Regions from separate parts of the Zea mays genome. Here region 1 is linked to region 2. Evidence: chromatin contacts called from public Hi-C data. All regions are on one chromosome and are shown on one strand. The core of a region is the stretch at or near the end of the contact, and the rest is flanking DNA. Distances in the headings are between cores, read along the strand shown. Region 1 has its middle 31 kb from the start of LOC103635108. Region 2 holds the start of LOC103635106 (craniofacial development protein 1).

Region 1 (3,409 bases), core at 73-2,572, 330 kb before region 2:
AAATCGCCACCGGGTTTCTTAAGACCAGACCGGGTTCACGCCAACCGAGAGCATAGATACACCACCATCCAGCCTCTTGCCACGGAGGGTACACGCTACTCTCGCCATCTCTCCACTCTCATTGTGTGTTAGCCTTTCTGGTATTGGTCCAACTGAGGCAAAGCTTACCAATGAGGAGGCATGTGGCCAGTTAAAAGGTCCTCAATCATCAAGCCTACATCAACATGGTCCTTAATCGACTTAGACGGAGACACTACACCGAGACTTCCTTCTCGTGCAAGTCACCCGCCCGGTCTCGGTTTTAGCATTTAAAATCCAAAGTTTGGTACCTGTCAGAGGTACATCTTTTCCGATGCTGAACCCATCATGGCCATGATGGATCCACCATCAAGTCTTTTCTTTGAAAACTTCCCATTCCATGTGCAACATCATCTTTGTTTAAAACAAAACATTTTGTTTTCTAAGGCAAGACTAAGCATCAGAAAACTTTTAAGTAAAACAAGTATCAAGGAATGGTAAACAGTTCCAAGGAAGGAAATGCAGCAATTGTTTAGCACTAACTCCTATCACCTAATGCATCATCTCAAGTGATAAAGAGTTTAAAAAAAACAAGGAAAGGGGTAAATGCACCGGGGTTTGCCTTGTGTTGTAGAAGGCTTAGGATCTGTTCCACAAATATCAAAGTAGAAGTAGTTCTCGACAGGTGGAATTTTAGCTTGTGGGGCAGTTTCTTCTTCGACTACCACTTCTTCTTCGTTTTCTATGCATAACAAAATATATACATGAATCCTCATGTGATGCTATGAATATGCAGTTACAATAGAAACACACTAAGTTGTATCTTGAATACAACTTTCCTTCACTGTACACACTAGTTACTAGGGTTTCCTGAGTTAGTACTCTATTAGGGTTAGGCAATTATATCCTAGGAAGCTAGTGTCTTAGGTTTGGGACCAAACAATGTCCAAAGCATGCCAAACTTTACCCAAGGGCTTTAATCCTCAAGTTAAGCTTATCCAAAAAGATTTAGTATTTTTGGATGTACGAAATAAATTCTAAAATTCTAAAAGACTAGGTTTATGCATTTTTAAATACCAAATAAATCCAAGTTTGGACTAAAAATCTTGGAACTATTTTTATTAAATACTAAATGAATTTAGGTGTTTAGAAAAATTAGTCCCATATTTTTATCATTTTTCTACTAATTTCTATGGATTTGCAAACTTAATTGGAAAAAGAAAAGGAAAAACTGTTAACAGTGCTGGGCCGAAATCAGCCCAGCCGACCCAGGCCTGTGCAGAACTCAAGCGCGCCCACGACCGCGCGGGTGGATTTGCGCAAAGACCCCAGCCGGTTTAAACATCTGAAAGGAAATCCTCGACCGACTTCTATGTGTCACTGACACTTTACCTTCTGCCCCTTCTAACTTCTTTGTCTTTCAAAATTAGGTCCCCGAGTCCGGCCGGCGGCGCGGACGAACCTCCTGCCATGTCACGGCGGCGGAGAGCTCGAGCGCCCATTAAACACCTGCCAGACCTAATTCTGACCTAAACCGAGTAGCCTTGGGCATGGATTTAGCTCATAAACCTCCAGAGTGACCTAACCGCGCCCACGACGGGGTTCCGGTTCCGTGGCATCCGTCCATACGACACAAGTACCAGAGGGTTCAAATTAAGGGCACAGGGAGCACTAGTAGGACACGGACGACGCAACGCTTACATGAATCGGCGTCGGACCAACCGAGTTTTGGTGGTTGACACCGGAGCAGTTCATGTGGCGTCGAGCTCATGTTCCAACCAAACTATGACCGTAAAGACCAACAGATACATCGGTGAGCTTCACCAGCACATAAGGACACTAGAACATTGATTTATATGCGTTGAACCATACTGTAGTCGCCTGGCCACGTGTGGTTGAGGCGTCGGCGACGTGGTCACCAGACACGTTGAGTCACTTGACCAAGGAATTTGGGCACGTTCACGGTAGAGTTTGGGGAAAGGAAGGCAACAAAACTATGTTGAAGCTACACACCATGGTTGACGACAGAGGTAAGGATCTCTCCTTTACTCCTACTTCTTCCCCTCGATTACTCTTAAATAGGCAGTGAAAAGATCAAGGGATGGCTGGGTGCTTGGGATTACAGCAAGGATAACTCTAGGTATGCCAGAGAGTGCATGGGTGTGAAGCGTGGCTCTACCCTGAAGACCCATGCCGGTTCCCAGAGCATAGCAAGGCAAGGGTGAGTTTATCCATGGCAGGGGGTAGGGAGATAAGATGTCACTGTAGCAGATATTTCAGACTTTGTGATATTTCAGTGATGGACAAAGTTTTGAACATCCCTGCCATCTCCTCATCTCTATCTTCACTCTATTCCAAAGTAAGACACGACAAGAGGAAAAGATCAGGGATAGATATTTCTGCACTTTTGAATCTACAGCACTTGACTAATCTTCCCCTCTTCATTCATCCTTTTCTCCTTATTCTGGTTAAGAATAGGTCAGTCTCCATTAACAGAGCTTGTTCACTAAACAAGGATCTGCAAAGTTATTATAGGGTTCTTGGACCTAAACAACATAGATTACAAATTAAAGTACCCAAAAACCAGTTGTATCACACTGGTACCATTCCAATTTTCTGAACTTCAATCTTCAGTCTTCATCTGATTTCTCCATTTTCGAAAGAGACAATTTGAGCACCCTTATCTTCTAATCTATATGACATCAAGCCAGAGTCTCCTAAGAAAACTTGCTCATGAATACTAGATCTCCAACTTTGCTCAAACCAACCTAGCACCAAGTCACATAGAATAGCTTCTGCAAGGCCTCAAAGTTGATCAGACAGGAAGAAATTCAGAGTAAATCTGCCTGATCGTCAGTCAGAATCCATGAGCCTGACAGCCCAACTTTGAGCCTCATTTCCCCTAATTTTTGAACAGGATCAAGCCTACTTGTCTTAAGAACACTTAATCACCTTCTAATGGTCTCTAATTTGTCTACATAACTCACAACCTTAAACCCCCTAGATTGGTCACAAAAGGACTTCAAACCTAGCTCGACATACTGTATTACAGGTTTTCAGATTTGTTCTCTATCTGAAATTTTAGAATTCTGCTAACTCTATTTTGGGATGTGTTTTTCATTAGATTTCATGGGTTTTAGGGTTAGGTTTCTCAATTGAACTTGTACCCCTATAGTAGCCCTACAACTTTGTTATGGTGACCTACCACAAAATCCTTATGGAGTAAAAGCTATAAGAGCCCAAAGTTGTCTCAATGTCACTTATTCTCAAGGTCCCAATTTTGAAGCACTTGTAGACTTTTGCCATTTTCTCCAATTTGCTCCACCATACTTGAAAATCCTCCAATGTAAAAGTTGTTTAGTTTTTTATATTCTACCACTTTGATATATAC
Region 2 (3,333 bases), core at 547-3,046:
CACCGGTGAGTGTTTCATTCATCAAGTATTTTTTTTATTTTTTTTATTTTTTGATAGTCGTGTATGTTCCACTTGCATGGATGCGGACAAATGCAGAACATTTGAAAATAGTACTTCCTAACAAAAAAAAACCGGTTCAGAATCCATCCTGGTTCAGAATCCATCCTGCTAACTTTTGAACAAGGTTCTGAACGCATCTGATTTCGTTTACCAGAAGATAGGGGGGGCACTGTTTGGATATCAACTTCTAGCTATTGAGTTCCTATTTTAGTTTTTAACTTTACTGAGTGTGTAATGTTGCTTCAGATGTGACAAACGCAAAGGCATTTTTTTTTGGGAGGGGGTTCACTTGAGACCATTAGATTCATTTATACTTTGCCCCTTACTAAGTAGAGATTCACTCACTGACGAACTATGTTTCGTACATATTAATGTTTTTCGTTCCAAATGTTATTTTAAAGGTCACCCACTTGGTCATTTTCGAACTCATATCCATGACTTTAGTCCTCATGATAAATATTGCTGATGCTACCAAACGCTTATGTGCTCTTGACTTTTATGTTATTGCCTTAGACCTCTAAAAAAAATTGTGCACCTGGTTCTTAATTCAGACATAATACTTATGTACAATTTAAGATCTCACAGACGATTTTGACATCGCGGCGCGCGGCATACACTATTTAAACAAAAGACATGATAGTAACCAGAAGCAGCACCGTTTTGCAAGCATACGACGATACGAGTCATCACATGCTAAACAAAACGAATAGCGACATGTATCCGATCGATTGCACACAGTAATTCGCAAATTAATTCAGGGGCCGAGAATGGCATCATAAAAACATAGTACAAGATTAATTCAAAAACCATTCGAATTCAACAGTGCTTGACAGGACCCATAACAACATGATATAATTAAACCCAAACTACGCGTCGCCAAAAGAGATACAGGTGTTCTGTTCCAAGAAACTACTACCATTGCAACAAAACAAAACAAAGCAAAAAGGATTATCACCTAGCAAGACTTCCCATTTTCCTTCCCGACAGAAAGGAGGGGCATCCTACGCCTGCTGGTTGTAGACGTAGGTGAGGCCACACTTACCGCAGTAGTGGCGGTCGAAGTGGTTGGCCATGAAGACCCCCGCGCCGCACTCGGCGTTGGGGCACTCCTTGCGGAGGCGGGTGACCTTGCCGGTGGCGTCGTCAACCTTGTAGAACTGGAGCACGGCCAGCTTCACCTTCTTGTGCTTGTGCTTGATCTTCTTGGGCTTGGTGTACGTCTTCTTCTTGCGCTTCTTGGCGCCTCCCCTGAGGCGGAGCACCAGGTGCAGCGTCGACTCCTTCTGGATGTTGTAGTCGGCGAGGGTGCGGCCATCCTCGAGCTGTTTGCCGGCGAAGATGAGGCGCTGCTGGTCCGGCGGGATGCCCTCCTTGTCCTGGATCTTGGCCTTCACGTTGTCGATGGTGTCCGAGGACTCCACCTCCAGCGTGATGGTCTTCCCCGTCAGGGTCTTCACGAAGATCTGCATCTTGGCAACCGCGCACTTCTCCGGCGGCGGCCGCCCTAACCTAAGGTGGCGCTGGTTCTCGCCTGCGGCGGCGGGATGGGGCTGTGTGTGTATGGGCGGAGGCTAGGGTTCAAGAGGGGAGAGATGATTCTTTTATAGCTCGGGTCGGGTGCTCTCTCCCACTGGATCCAAAAGGATTTGGATCGGACGGCACATATGGGCCTCCTGTGATGAGAGTTGGGCCGCATGCGCTTCATTTTCTAATCCCTTTTGTGTTCCCCCGGAGGTTGGTTTGGGCCTCGTAACTTTTGTGCCCCAGTTCGTTTATCCTCTCCTCTCTCTTTCTCTGTCTTGCTGCGGCGACACCTCCGCTTCCGCCGGCCGAGTCCCGAGCGGAGCCGAAGCAACAACCGCCGGGGAGGCGAGGGATTGATTCGGAGATGGCGTCAACTAGCTCTATAGGCGACGTGGGAGCCTCAGGTACTAATCCCCAAACAAATATTGGATGCATGGAATGCTTTTGCTTGGTTGAATCCATGGAATTGCAGTTCCTCGCAGGTAAAAAAAATGGAAAGGGAGATGACAAGTTAGTTGGTGCGCTCCTTGTGGGATTTGCGCGTCCAATTCCACCTTGAGTGCAGGGATCTTCCTCTCTGTAATTTGTAACATGTATGTGTGTGCTGGGTATCGCAGTCCTGTACGGCTCCTGATAAGATTACTGTTCGTTACTTGCTTTCCCTTGTACAGTGGCTGCATTAGGATTAGATAATGCATATGGTCAAACCTTGCCATTAGATTGTTAACAGCGTACCTACAGTTTGTCCTACCATGGATGTGAAAGTACTCCTTTTCATGCTTCAGCTCCACCGCTCCGGGACAAAGAGGATTGTTGATAGGACAAGTCTGCAGTTTTACCTCTTCAGATACGATGACTAATTTATGCAAGGCGCTTAATTAGGATGAGATAACAGCCTGAAATGCATAAACAGGCCCCTGGGTTTGTGGGATGCATTGCAAGATGGTTATGTTGGAACATGCAGTTCATTTTTTGTTTTGTCCCTCGAGAACATGTTTGTAAGGGTTCTGACCTTTTAGCACTTAGTCCTGTTAACTTCACCATTCCTTTCTCACAGATGGAGAGAGTAAACCATTTGTGTAGCCAGCACAAGAATAAGAAACAACACAACTCCCTATTTAGGGGGTGTTTGGTTTCTAGGGACTAATTTTTAGTCCCTACATTTTATTCTATTTTAGTTCCAAAATTGCTAAATATAGAAACTAAAAATATATTTTAGTTTCTATATTTGGCAATTTATAGACTAAAATGGAATAAAATGAAGGGACTAAACATTAGTCCCTAGAAACCAAACAGCCCCTTAGAATAAAAAACCAATTAAAAGATTTGATCAGATAACTTCCAGTAGAATCAGTTTTGACCTCCAAGCTACTTGAGCGTGGTGACCTTTTGTTATCAATCTAGGGTTACGGAGGTAGTACGAGCGGTAAGTTTGGGGTCTAGGACTAGGACCCCGACACTTGTCGCCAGGCTGTTGGCTGGGGAAGCGTGGCACTGTTCACATGGATGAGTAGCACCAGCGCTGGACAGTGCTACAGTACTCGCGGTACCGTTCAATGGGTGACCTGCGAGGGGTTTGAGGGTAACGGCTAGGTTTAGGGGCGCTGGGAGGCCGGCCGCAGGGATTTCCCCACGTCCGGCAAGAGAGAAGGGATTTCTTTTTAATCTCTTGCTTATCTTCAATTGATACAATCCCTCTCCTTATATAGAGAGGGTTACTTGATCTCTAAACACTAGATCTAATCTTAT

The links. A called contact is a pair of places that touch in the nucleus more often than the background predicts.
Region 1: a contact with region 2 is called in a Hi-C map of ear, with 3 times the contacts expected there. The contact joins the enhancer-like site here to the promoter of LOC103635106 in region 2. A contact is called at or near these places in 4 of 25 Hi-C or Micro-C datasets (ear, leaf and tassel).

What each region holds. Positions count from the first base shown.
Region 1 is chr8:40,520,119-40,523,527 of Zm-B73-REFERENCE-NAM-5.0, reverse strand. No RefSeq gene overlaps it. Among protein-coding and RNA genes, the nearest start is that of LOC103635108, 31 kb to the left of the region's middle. Within about 2 kb of position 1,322, at least 12 of the 20 cell types and tissues checked have an H3K27ac peak or open chromatin away from gene starts, as enhancers often do. A contact at or near this core is called in ear, leaf and tassel, where this site is marked.
Region 2 is chr8:40,193,220-40,196,552 of Zm-B73-REFERENCE-NAM-5.0, reverse strand. It overlaps LOC103635106 (craniofacial development protein 1), which reads left to right and starts at 1,796. Exons shown (of 4, transcript XM_008657651.4): 1 at 1,796-1,988. The coding sequence starts at 1,949. LOC101027200 (ubiquitin-40S ribosomal protein S27a-like) reads right to left here and starts at 1,615. Exons shown (of 1, transcript NM_001112002.2): 1 at 829-1,615. The coding sequence starts at 1,529. The coding sequence ends at 1,062.